Linked DNA regions of Oryctolagus cuniculus: region 1 is linked to region 2. Evidence: chromatin contacts called from public Hi-C data. All regions are on one chromosome and are shown on one strand. The core of a region is the stretch at or near the end of the contact, and the rest is flanking DNA. Distances in the headings are between cores, read along the strand shown.

The links. A called contact is a pair of places that touch in the nucleus more often than the background predicts.
Region 1: a contact with region 2 is called in a Hi-C map of embryonic fibroblasts, with 3 times the contacts expected there. The contact joins the enhancer-like site here to the promoter of OSR1 in region 2. A contact is called at or near these places in 2 of 6 Hi-C or Micro-C datasets (embryonic fibroblasts and psoas muscle).

Annotation. Positions count from the first base shown.
Region 1 is chr2:183,631,760-183,637,084 of mOryCun1.1, forward strand. No RefSeq gene overlaps it. Among named protein-coding and RNA genes, the nearest start is that of NT5C1B, 400 kb to the right of the region's middle. Within about 2 kb of position 3,557, at least 1 of the 8 cell types and tissues checked has an H3K27ac peak or open chromatin away from gene starts, as enhancers often do.
Region 2 is chr2:183,224,451-183,229,505 of mOryCun1.1, forward strand. OSR1 (odd-skipped related transcription factor 1) reads left to right here and starts at 2,759. Exons shown (of 3, transcript XM_002710046.5): 1 at 2,759-3,059.

The DNA.
Region 1 (5,325 bases), core at 2,307-4,806, 410 kb after region 2:
CCCTTATTTTTATAGCTGCACCTAATTCTAGCTTTGGGGGAAAAAGTTTAGGGCTATAATTTTTAAACTTTAATTTTTTATTTGGTGCAAAGGTAACTTCTTGTTTTTAATGGTATTGGCTTAGGTCACTCCATCTTGGTTTGATTTTTAAGGTTCTTCACTGCCTCACCCACCCAAGTCTAATTTATAGCAGAGCTTACCTTTCCAGACTCCCCAGTAATACTCATCTCTCCCATCCCACAATAAAGGATGCACCATTCTATGACGCCATGTGACCATGAGAGTTTATATAGATGACCATGTATCTGATTTCACTGTTTCCCATGGGCATGTGTTATCTTTATAGTTGGATGACATGTTATTCTAATACAGCCATATGTAATGTGATTGGAAATGCTTTCCTTTCCTGTACAATAGAAAACACATAGTAGATGTTTAAATACTCTGATTGTCTTGAATTGGGGTGGACTTAGAGCATAAGGGAATTGCCGGGTTCAAGGCCAGAACTAGATTAAGGCAATTGAGTGAGGTCTGAAAATCCAAAATTTAAGGTGGCACTTTCTTTCAGATGTGGACCCTGCACTTGTGTGACCTTGAATGCGAATGCCTCCTTAAACTGTGTGTCCTAGATACTTTGTCTTTTCCAAATAGCAGTCTGGATGAGATGGAATTATGAAGCATTTCGGCACAATCTGTCCTTTTAAAGTAAGACTAGATACTGACTTCGTTTTTTCCACAGCTGTTCATAAGCACGACCCACATGTTCCTATGTACACTAACAAGCTAATTCCATAAGAATGATTTCCCAACAATGGTGGCAAAACCATTAGGGTTAAGTTGCCACCTCCTGCTCAGCCTCAGGAGAAGCCTGGCTTTGACGTAAAGAGCTTGGCCTGGAATCAGATCCACTCGACATTAATACCTAGCTTCCCTCTTCACCTTTTAATTAGTCACAACTGAAACTAAAAATATTATTTGGCAAAGCTATAAAAATAATAACAAGAAGAAGGGGAAAAAACAGGAGAAAGGGGAGGAAAAAGAGGGAAAAAGAGCACAGGATTTTTGTGAGAGGTTATTGGAATTGCAATTATGAAAATGCAAAGCTCTAAACAAAAGTTGTCATCATTTTTATTGATGATGATAGTGATTTGCTTTTCAAAATAGTTAATTTCTTTAGAAAGCAGAGTGACAGAGAGTAGGAGAGGCAGACAGACAGACCTTCTATCTGCTGATTCACTCCCAAGTGGCCTCAATGGCCAGGGCTGGGTTAGGCTGAAGCCAAGAGCCAAGGCTCTATCCAGGGCTCGCACATGTGAGGCAGGGGCCCAAAACTCTGGGCCATCTTTTGCTTTTTTTTTTTTTTTTTTTTTTGACAGAGTGGACAGTGAAAGAGAGAGAGACAGAGAGAGACAGAGACAGAGAGAAAGGTCTTCCTTTGCTGTTGGTTCACCCTCCAATGGCCGCCGCTAGAACCCGGTGTGCCGGCGCCGCTAGGCGGAGGATTAGCCTGTTGAGCCATGGCGCCGGCCTGCTGCTTTTGCAAGTGAATTAGCAGGGAACTTGATTGGAAGTGGAGCAGCCGAGATTCAAACTGACATCCAGATATGGGATAGTGGCTTCACAGCAGTGACTTAGCCCGCTGCACCACAACACTAGCCCCATGGTTGGATTTTTTGTGTTTATAGTTCACAATAATTGCCCAACGATAGAATTCTGTACAAGTCTCTCTAAATGCATACATGCAACACACTATATGTTACAGTGCTTGTACATGTCTTCCATACATATTAATGACAGTGAGAGATTAAGTTGCAAGTTCTCCTGAAGGGCTCCAGCCACTAAGGGAAGAGGATATTGAAAGGTGCCACTTAGAAAGTGTGTTTGGATTCAAGGTTTATGCACCTGTGATAATTTGTTTTATTCACCTTCACATCGGACAACTTCAAAGTTAATGCTGTCATTGGTACCTGAAGCAAAAACTAAAATCCCAGTAGGAGGAACAAATAGGGGGCCAAATGACACATTCAGGTTTGAGTTGCTTGTGACAACAAAGGGGGACTGTGGATTTCTCTGAGAGAAAGAGGTCACTTTGAAATGAAGGGGTCATTTCCTAGTAATTCATACCCAAGTGACAAAACGCATACCCTATATGTCACGATGCAAGGCATTCATGTGCTTTCTGAAACTGCTCCATTTAGGTATCATGGGCATGTGTGTGGTGATACACTTGGGAAATTCAGTGAAATGGTTTATGAGTTAAGACCACTTCGATCATTAGTGTTTCCATGACCTATTCTGGCAAGAGTAGGCTGGCATGGAATCAATGAACACGTGTATGCATAGCTCTGAAACACAAATGATCTTACCAACAGCAATTAGGCAACTGTGACTGTATAACCCTGGTTTAAAAATAATTCATGAGATCAAATCTGAACAAAGAATAGAAAATATCTATAGCCATTTAAATTATGTATGCTATCAAATCGGGTGTCTTCCCAGGATCTTCATGAACTGTTAGCAGTAGGAGTAGCATATGAATATGATGTTTTACATATTTAGTGTGAAGAATGAACTAATTTTTTACTCAAGCAGAATGAAAAAAAAAATGATTTGTGGGTTTTGTTTGTCTGTTTCTTAGGTAATTCTTCTGCTTGTGTCTCCTGAAAATATCCACATATACTAGATCTAGAGGCAGTGGTATTAAAAAGAGGTTCAAACTGTATTCTAAAAAAAGTGGCCTTTAAATATGATTTTAAGGAGAAAAGAAATGAACCAATGAAATAGTCTAATATTAATAGTCCTCTAATAATTTAATATTTAGGACAAGTAAGCAAAGCCAGATGTTCAGTGAAATGTCTCCCAGTTGGGTCACAGTCTGAACATTCTCCTCCAGTGTAAACACTCCAGCCTTGTGCCCAGGAGTTAGAGTGTGGGCCAAGGACCAAGTCACACAGCTTTCACTGCCCAATGAGCGTGCAGTTAAAACTAAAATAACATGGAATAAAAACATGCTAAAAAACAAACTCACACACACACGCAAAGAAGGAAAAAATCTGGTATTAACAAGTCCAAATTCTCTTCTATTAACAACCCAATTCTTTTGGTAGCCCACCACACTGATGACTTGAAGCCTTCCAGGACTCATTTAAGAGCCTCAAGGAGTCTGATTTACTTCTCAATGGCCCATTCATCCTTTGAACGTTTAGTCTGTGGCCCTGCAGTTATAACCTAAGCTGGATTTCATACATGAAAACTGACCTCCAGCTCCCGATACTTTTGCCAAGTCCCCGCGAAGGCTCTTGGAATAATTTAGAGTTTGCCATAATGACAAGTTTAAGATTCAATTATTAAGTGTAGTAATTTATTTTTACTATGTTTGTAAAGTGGCTTTCGCCCAACTAATTTCACTGCCCTTCACAGCCAGAAGGCCTGTGATAGCAACGATGATCCTCGCAGTAACACAGCGCGCAGCTCCCTCTCCCTTGTTTAATGCCACGTCAAACACAAGGATTTCTACGGGATTCAGATGGAGACATTTCTCTTTTGCCTTAGTTTGGGCAAAAAATTGATTTCCTTCAGATAGCTGTAATGGATGGTGAGGACGGCAGAGAGCAATCAGGCACAGCTCGAGGCCAATGCCAGAAGTTTCCCAGAAGGATAAATCTTGTTTCCTGCCTTACTTCACAGAATTAAGCCTTAAACAAGTCATGTTCTGTGGCTTGGATGCTGTGTTTATATCAGCTTTGGCTCCCTGGCTCGTGGCTGGGAACATTGTATCGGTCTGTAACTCAGCAAGGTTTTCCTGAAGCAAGAAATCACTATCCCGGTGTCTTTATCTCTCATTCCATTTTATTTGTTCTATTAATACTAGCAAACGAGCTCTGAATGGTAAATGGATTCATAGGAGACAGTGACATTGACCAGGTGCAGTCTGCAAAGCCAATGATTTAGCGCTCTGCTTTGGTAACCGTCTTTCCCAGGAGTTGTATGAAAGATGCTTCTTCATAAAGGGCTTTGTTTTGGAAAATAATAGCAGCACCTCATCTGTGGACGGCTCATTCTCAGTTGGTTCAGTAGGAAAATCTTTGCTGTGGAGTCCAGGATAGGCTGAGACCTTGTGGTCTCTCTGTGTCTTAAATGAAACCAAATCCTCTGGGAATTGCATTCGTTTATGGTTAGTAACAGGCGACTTCCTGTTTCGAAGCGAAATGGGCTTGAAGAGGCTTATAAAAAAGACTCAAAAGGTTTCTTGGACATCAAATGACTCCAGTAAAACATTTTGATGAGTTAAGTGTAAATGCATCAGCAGCATACGGATTAAATTCCCTTCTAAATAAACATTAACAGAGAACATGTTTGGCAAAATGCATTTTTGAGTTTTGCAAAACTGAAAACATTTGAAAAAGGAGTGTGAGATATTTGATGAACTCAGAAAGCAGCCGATTGCCCATCCCATACTTGAATATTTTCTTTGGATGTTCTGCAGATGTCAAATAAATTAGGATGCAGATATTAAAACCTATGTCTGCTGTGGAAGTGAGCAGCTGCCTGTCAGTTAGGACAGTGTTTCTGTGGATACCCTGTTCATGGACGTGTGGCTGCTTGGAGCCTGGGGGACCTGTAACCCTTTCCTCACTCTCAGGCTTCATTTCTTTCCTGGAAGCAGCCTTGCAAGACTTTCTGTGATTCACAGTTCTGCTGGTGAGATAGTTCGCCTCCCAAATAGGATACCAGCTTTGTTATATATCTGCAAGGACACTCGGTGCCACTATGCAGGTGACAGCCACAGTGCTGTCTTTAATCTATGGCCTTTACTCCAGAAGTCACTGTCACATCAACTCTCATTGCCTCCTGCCATCTCTGTCTTTTTTTTTTTTACATACTCTATAAACACAATTTATTCACCCTTTGGAATGGTGGAAGTGGCAATGGAAGAGGAAGAACAAAGCAGAGATATATTTTTGAACAGAGCCTCAATGGCACTTGGCAACTAAATGAAGGAAAAGGCTAATATGACCACACAACATAAGTTCTGGGGATCAAATCTGTAGTGAAGCCACTGAAGGAGAGAACCGCTTTCAGAAATCTCTTGGATTATAAAGTGTTAAAGAGAATAAAAACGCTGACATCGTTTTTGAAAGTACTCAGCCCAGAACAACAAATCAGTGCCACACTCCTGAGTATGTACTCACACTGACTGAGGATCCTCTGGTCTCTGAATACACATGCAGAAAATGGATTCTAAGAAAGCTATTAGCAAATAAATGCAGGTATTTTGTTTAAATACTTAAAAGATTAAAGATTTAGCCCAGTGTACTTTGGCAA
Region 2 (5,055 bases), core at 1,509-4,008:
GAAACGCGGCAGGCGTCCGACAGGAATTTTTCCACCTTCTCGGAGCTCTCGGGTGGGCAGGACGGTCAGGTCCAGGCAGCTGAGGGCATTCACCAAATTCGACACGCAACATCCTCTTGAATCCTAAACGAATCTGACTTTGTTAAGAAGTGCCGCCGTGGCCCCTAGGTGTCCTGGGTCCTGCCCTCCCCAATCGGTCCAAGACGCGGTCCCGGCGTGATGCTGAGACCCAGACCCTTCTGGGTGCGTTCTATTTCTCTTCCGTTGGCGCCGCGGGGGTTCCCATCCGGAGCGTCTTCTCGCGCAACGCCGCGGGGGTCCTTCGCTCTCCGCACTTCTCCTGCCCGCCCCGCCCAGAGGGAACCCTGACGCAGGTCAGCCTCCGGCGGAGACCGGGGCGGGGGTTTGGGGTCGCTCTTCTGGGAACTCAGAGTGGGAGGGGGCACCTTTCAATGCCTAGCAAATCTTGAATTTCGTTTCCCCGGCTCTCTCTGAGGTTGTGCGCGACCCAGGAGGCAGGCTTCTGAAACAGGCCCGCCCTAGAGGACACCGAGCGGTGCCAGAGCCCACGTTCCAGCGTCGCTGCGCTCGCTTCCTCGCGTCCTGCCCTTGCTGCCAGCCTCAAGCAGAGACTTCTCTGAGGGAAGCAGCCTGGGGCCTTGGACCACGAGGGATCGCAGCCAGCCTTGATTCCCCACCTTTCCCTACCTGAGTCAGGATGAGTTTTCAAGATAATCGGGAAAACACATTAAACAACCTGGTTTCACGGTTCTTTCTTTACGGATCCCACTAATTGGAACTTTCTGGGAGACTTGAGGCATGTTGGCCGAGTATGCTGTTGTAGAAAGGAGAGACAAGTGCAAAGATGGCGGAAGCTCGGCTGAGCTGCGAGGAGTTCAGAGCAGATGGGTGATATATGAGAGATCTCCAAAAAGTTCTAGGAAATGGGCATTATGGGGAAAATGGAAATGCATGGATTTCAAAGTTTTTGCACCAAAATAAACTTATCTTTTAATTCCATCTTCCCACAAACTTTTTGAGGTACCCTGATAGACCCCAGACGGTTCCATCCCACCTCAGTGTCCTGGCCTCATTTGCTGGCCTTTCTTGGAAAGCGTCCGTGGCTGGCAGTGTCCCCCAGGCTTTGCCTAATTGCAGAGCCTGAGGCTGGTACAGAAAGAGACTCTCTCATCCAAGATGGGAGCCAATGAGTCCCAGATCGCCCTGCCAGGACTCTCCAGGGCTTCCTCTTCTCTCAGAATTTGCTGCCCAGGAATCTCTTGGCAAATGGCGGTATCTACTACCTTCTCTGGTTAGAATGTCACCCCTATATTGGCAGCTGCTAAGACTTTGGGTGCACAAGCAAGCTTAATGGGTCTGTTAGTTCTGTGCTGACCTGTGAGGTGGAGCTGGTGAATGCAGTCCTGGGGTAGAGATTACACCTCCACATCCCCCTTCCTGCTCAAGCCCAGGTTACCCAGGGGTTAGAGGCAGTGAGCTGTTCTAAAGGACCCAGGACCAGCCTCTGGGGGTGAGTGCATCTCCAGTGACCATGACGAAGGTCAGGGACCACAGCCCTCCAGTTACCCTGCAGAGAAAATCAGATGGGCTTTGCAAACCAAATCTGGGGACAGTAGGGACTCCTGGGAAGGGAGGAGTACTGATGGGTTAGAGACCCTCTCTCGGGTGCTGAACAGTCACTTGGCAATAACTCCGGACAGAGATGGAGTGCAATGGTGTGAATCTGGACCCACCGGAGCCCCAGGAAACTGGCGCCTCCTCCTGTGGCGGACCCTGCCGGGGGTGTTCCAGAGAAGTGACAGGGAGGGCTCCGGTGGGGTCATCTGGAGGTCAGCTCCAGGAGATGAGCGGACAGGAGGGTACTGGGACCCTCCATAAGGCCTAGGCAATGAAGATAGAATTATTGGAAGCCAGGAATACCTACTCTTTTTAAGATTCCAAACTCCATCTGAACTTTGCTGACAACTGCATAGTTTGCATTGGTTGCCTTCCCTGCTCGCCAGACTCCCATCCATGCTGATAGCAGTAATCCACTAGAAAGCAGGCTGTGCTTGGGGGGGGGGACCCCAGAAAGTTTTGGGTCCCAGGAAAATAACTGGACCTCCTTGTGCGACCCTCAGATATTTCTACTGAACCCAGAACCCAGGGAATGTGGTTAGCTGGAAAACCTCCAACGTTAGGACTCTCTCGAGTCGGTGACTGTGGCTCTAGCCAGCGCCACCCAGGTCACCGCACTGGCCCTAAGCACACTCTGATGACCAGAAGCTGCTCCACACCCGAGGTCTGCAGCCTTTTGGAAGGGATTTTGGGAGAATGGGTGACTGCTAGGCGCCACAGTGTGCCAGGGTCCAAGCTTACGTGCCGGGATCCCAGGGCACACAGCTCCTACCCTCCCACCTAGCGGAGTACAGAGCAAGAATAGGACATGGAGACGCAGGATACCAGCTTGCTGTGGTCTGCGAAGGGCTGTTTGCTCTAGCGCACCAGGCAAGCCCTCCTGGGCTTAAAAGGCGAGGAGGGGTCGCGCAGGACTGCAGGGGAGGGGACGTAATGTCCGGAGAGGCCAGGGCCAAGCGAGTGCAGCTGCCAAAGTTGACCGCCCCGGTCAGCAAAACTTTGTGTCTCAGCGCGCAGGCGCAGGGCCGAGTTGGGGGAGGCAGGGAGGGAGGGGAGGAATCCTAAGGCTAGGGGCGGGGGGGGGGGGGGGAGGAGGGAGGGTGGTGGATTAAAATAAGTAGGCGGCTCGGTGCGAAGGGATGAGTGAGTCGGAGCTCGGCCTCTCCCCAGCACGTTCTCAGCCGCTCCCGGTTCAGAGCCAGCGAGCGAGCGGCGAGCGAGGCTCACCATCCCCCGGCGGCCAGGATTCCGGGGCCGCTGAGCTCTCCCGCCTGTCGGGAGCTCGGAGCCCTCGGAATCCCCGCAGCCGGAGACTTGTCAGGACTTTAGAGCGCCAGCGGTGTCCGTGGGCTCCAGCGCCTCCGACTTCCCGGGCCCCTTGCAGCGAGAGCCCCAGAGACGCGGGACCTCCGCGGAACAAGGTAATTGCAGCCCGGACGCCCGGGCTCCGCCAGGGGAGTGCGGGCAGGACTCCCGGGTTCCTCGGCACAGCCTGCCGGGTGCCTCCACTCTCCCAATGGCCCCCGAAGGAAGTTCCCCTTGTCAAAGCCAAGGCTGCAGGACCTTAGTGAAAGTGAGAGTCGCCCAGGCTGGTTGGGGGCACTGATTCAGGGACCTGCCGCGCAGGGGTCCTGGCCTGCGACCTCGGCAGAGCCCGGGGCGAGCCTCTGCTACTGCCTCCAGCCTGGCGGGGGCTCCGTGGAACCCCGCGCGAGGTGGCCCTGGGCTTCGGAAGTCCGTCTGTGGGCTCCCTTTAAAAGATCAGAGCGACTTGGGCGGGCGCAGCCTTTGCAGAGGCGCTCTCCTAGCTCAGGCTGAGCATCTGGGGGCTGACGAAGGGAGGGAAAGTGAGGGGATGGCCAAGGCCGCAGGGACAGGTGCATGCCCTAGCCGAGTAGCGCTTTCTTGAGTTCTAAAGCGGAGTTGCGCTCAGGTAAGAGCCTGGCTGGATCCCGGGGCACAGGGCCGCGCATCTCACCCCCGCCTCGGACTCGCACTCGGTCTTAGGGATTCTCCCTGCAGGAGAATCCTGCTCTGCATCGGCCAGGCCTGGAGCGTGGCCCGCCAAAGTCCCGGTGTTGGGAGGCACGCAGGGGGCGCGAGTCTGTCTTCCCGGTACGAGACCCGCACGCGGAAACACTTTGCAGCTGCGGGTGTCTACGGGCTGGGGTTTGGAAGGGGAGGAGGATTTTTTTCGCTTCCTTGCCTGTCCCCTAAACCCGAAGTTCAGGAGAAAAAGAGAAAGGCGAAGGAGGGAGGGAAAGAGGAGAGGGAATGCACGCTGAACTCCCTTTTCGCCGGAAACGCCTCTTACAAGGAGAACGAGCAACCCCATCTAGTCGCTGTCAGCAGCTCGGCCCAGCAGCGGGTGCGGTCTTCAAGTGCAGAGTAGCTGCAAGGGGTTCTTTGGGGCCATAATTTGGTATTTTCGCCCTAGCCAAGAGCTGCGCGTTTGGTCTTGGAAGGAAAAACCACGTGCAAGGCTGGTCTCTCGGGTGCACAGCCTCCGAAGGAACAGAAGGGCCGGTGGGGACTGCGAGCGGCTGGTGGGTCGAGATTCCATCCTGGGCTCCTCCAAGTCTTTGCGTTTCCATTATGAGCGGGGAGCGGATCGCCGAGGACGCAGTCCGCGTCTCAGGGCGGCGCAGAGGCCGCCTCCTCCGTGGGTTCTCCCGCTCTCCTTCGTTGAGAGACTGCAAGCGAAGTATCCGGTGCTGGTCACTCCTCTCGGCGGGGGTCCGGACGCCTGTCACCGCCCGTGCTGGGTATTCGAGTCGAGGATGATTTTCTTGGGCTGCCGCTGGGCTCCTCCAGGCGCTTAGCCCATGGAGTTCGCTCCGTCCTCATTAATGGAAGCAGTTAACTCGCTCACGCTCAATTAGCCCCGAATAAACCACTTTAATAGACTCTGCACACTTCATTAATGCCCGACATGGGGGCTGGCGGCGGACCCGGGCTTGGCGACCCACCGCGCGAGGGACCCGAGTGCCTGTGCGGCTCAGGGCCCCGAGCCTCCCCAGCGCGGACTAAGCGCTACTTAGTTCGCGTCGTCCCGACCTGGGCGCGCACCTTCCAGGTTCTGAGGCCGCGCGGGGTGAATGCCTGGCCTGGGGAGGGGGTTTGAAGATCCCGCTTCGCTTGTAAGATCGAAAGCGCTCACCCTGGGGTACGCAGGGGCGCCGGGCGTTTGTTCTACCTCTCTGGCTGGAGAGGCGCGTGTGAGAGCTTTTCTCTTAGCTGAGGGCCTGGGACTGGGTCGTGCACTGGTCTCATTCTCGGTACTAGTGTGAAGAGCCACGTTTCGAACGAATTTCGTCCCCTGGATTCGAAGTGCTCCCAGGAAATCGGAAGCTGGCTGGGCTTGCTGTGTTCGGGGCTAACAGGATCGGGCAGAGAGCCCGAAAAGGTTGACTCCCC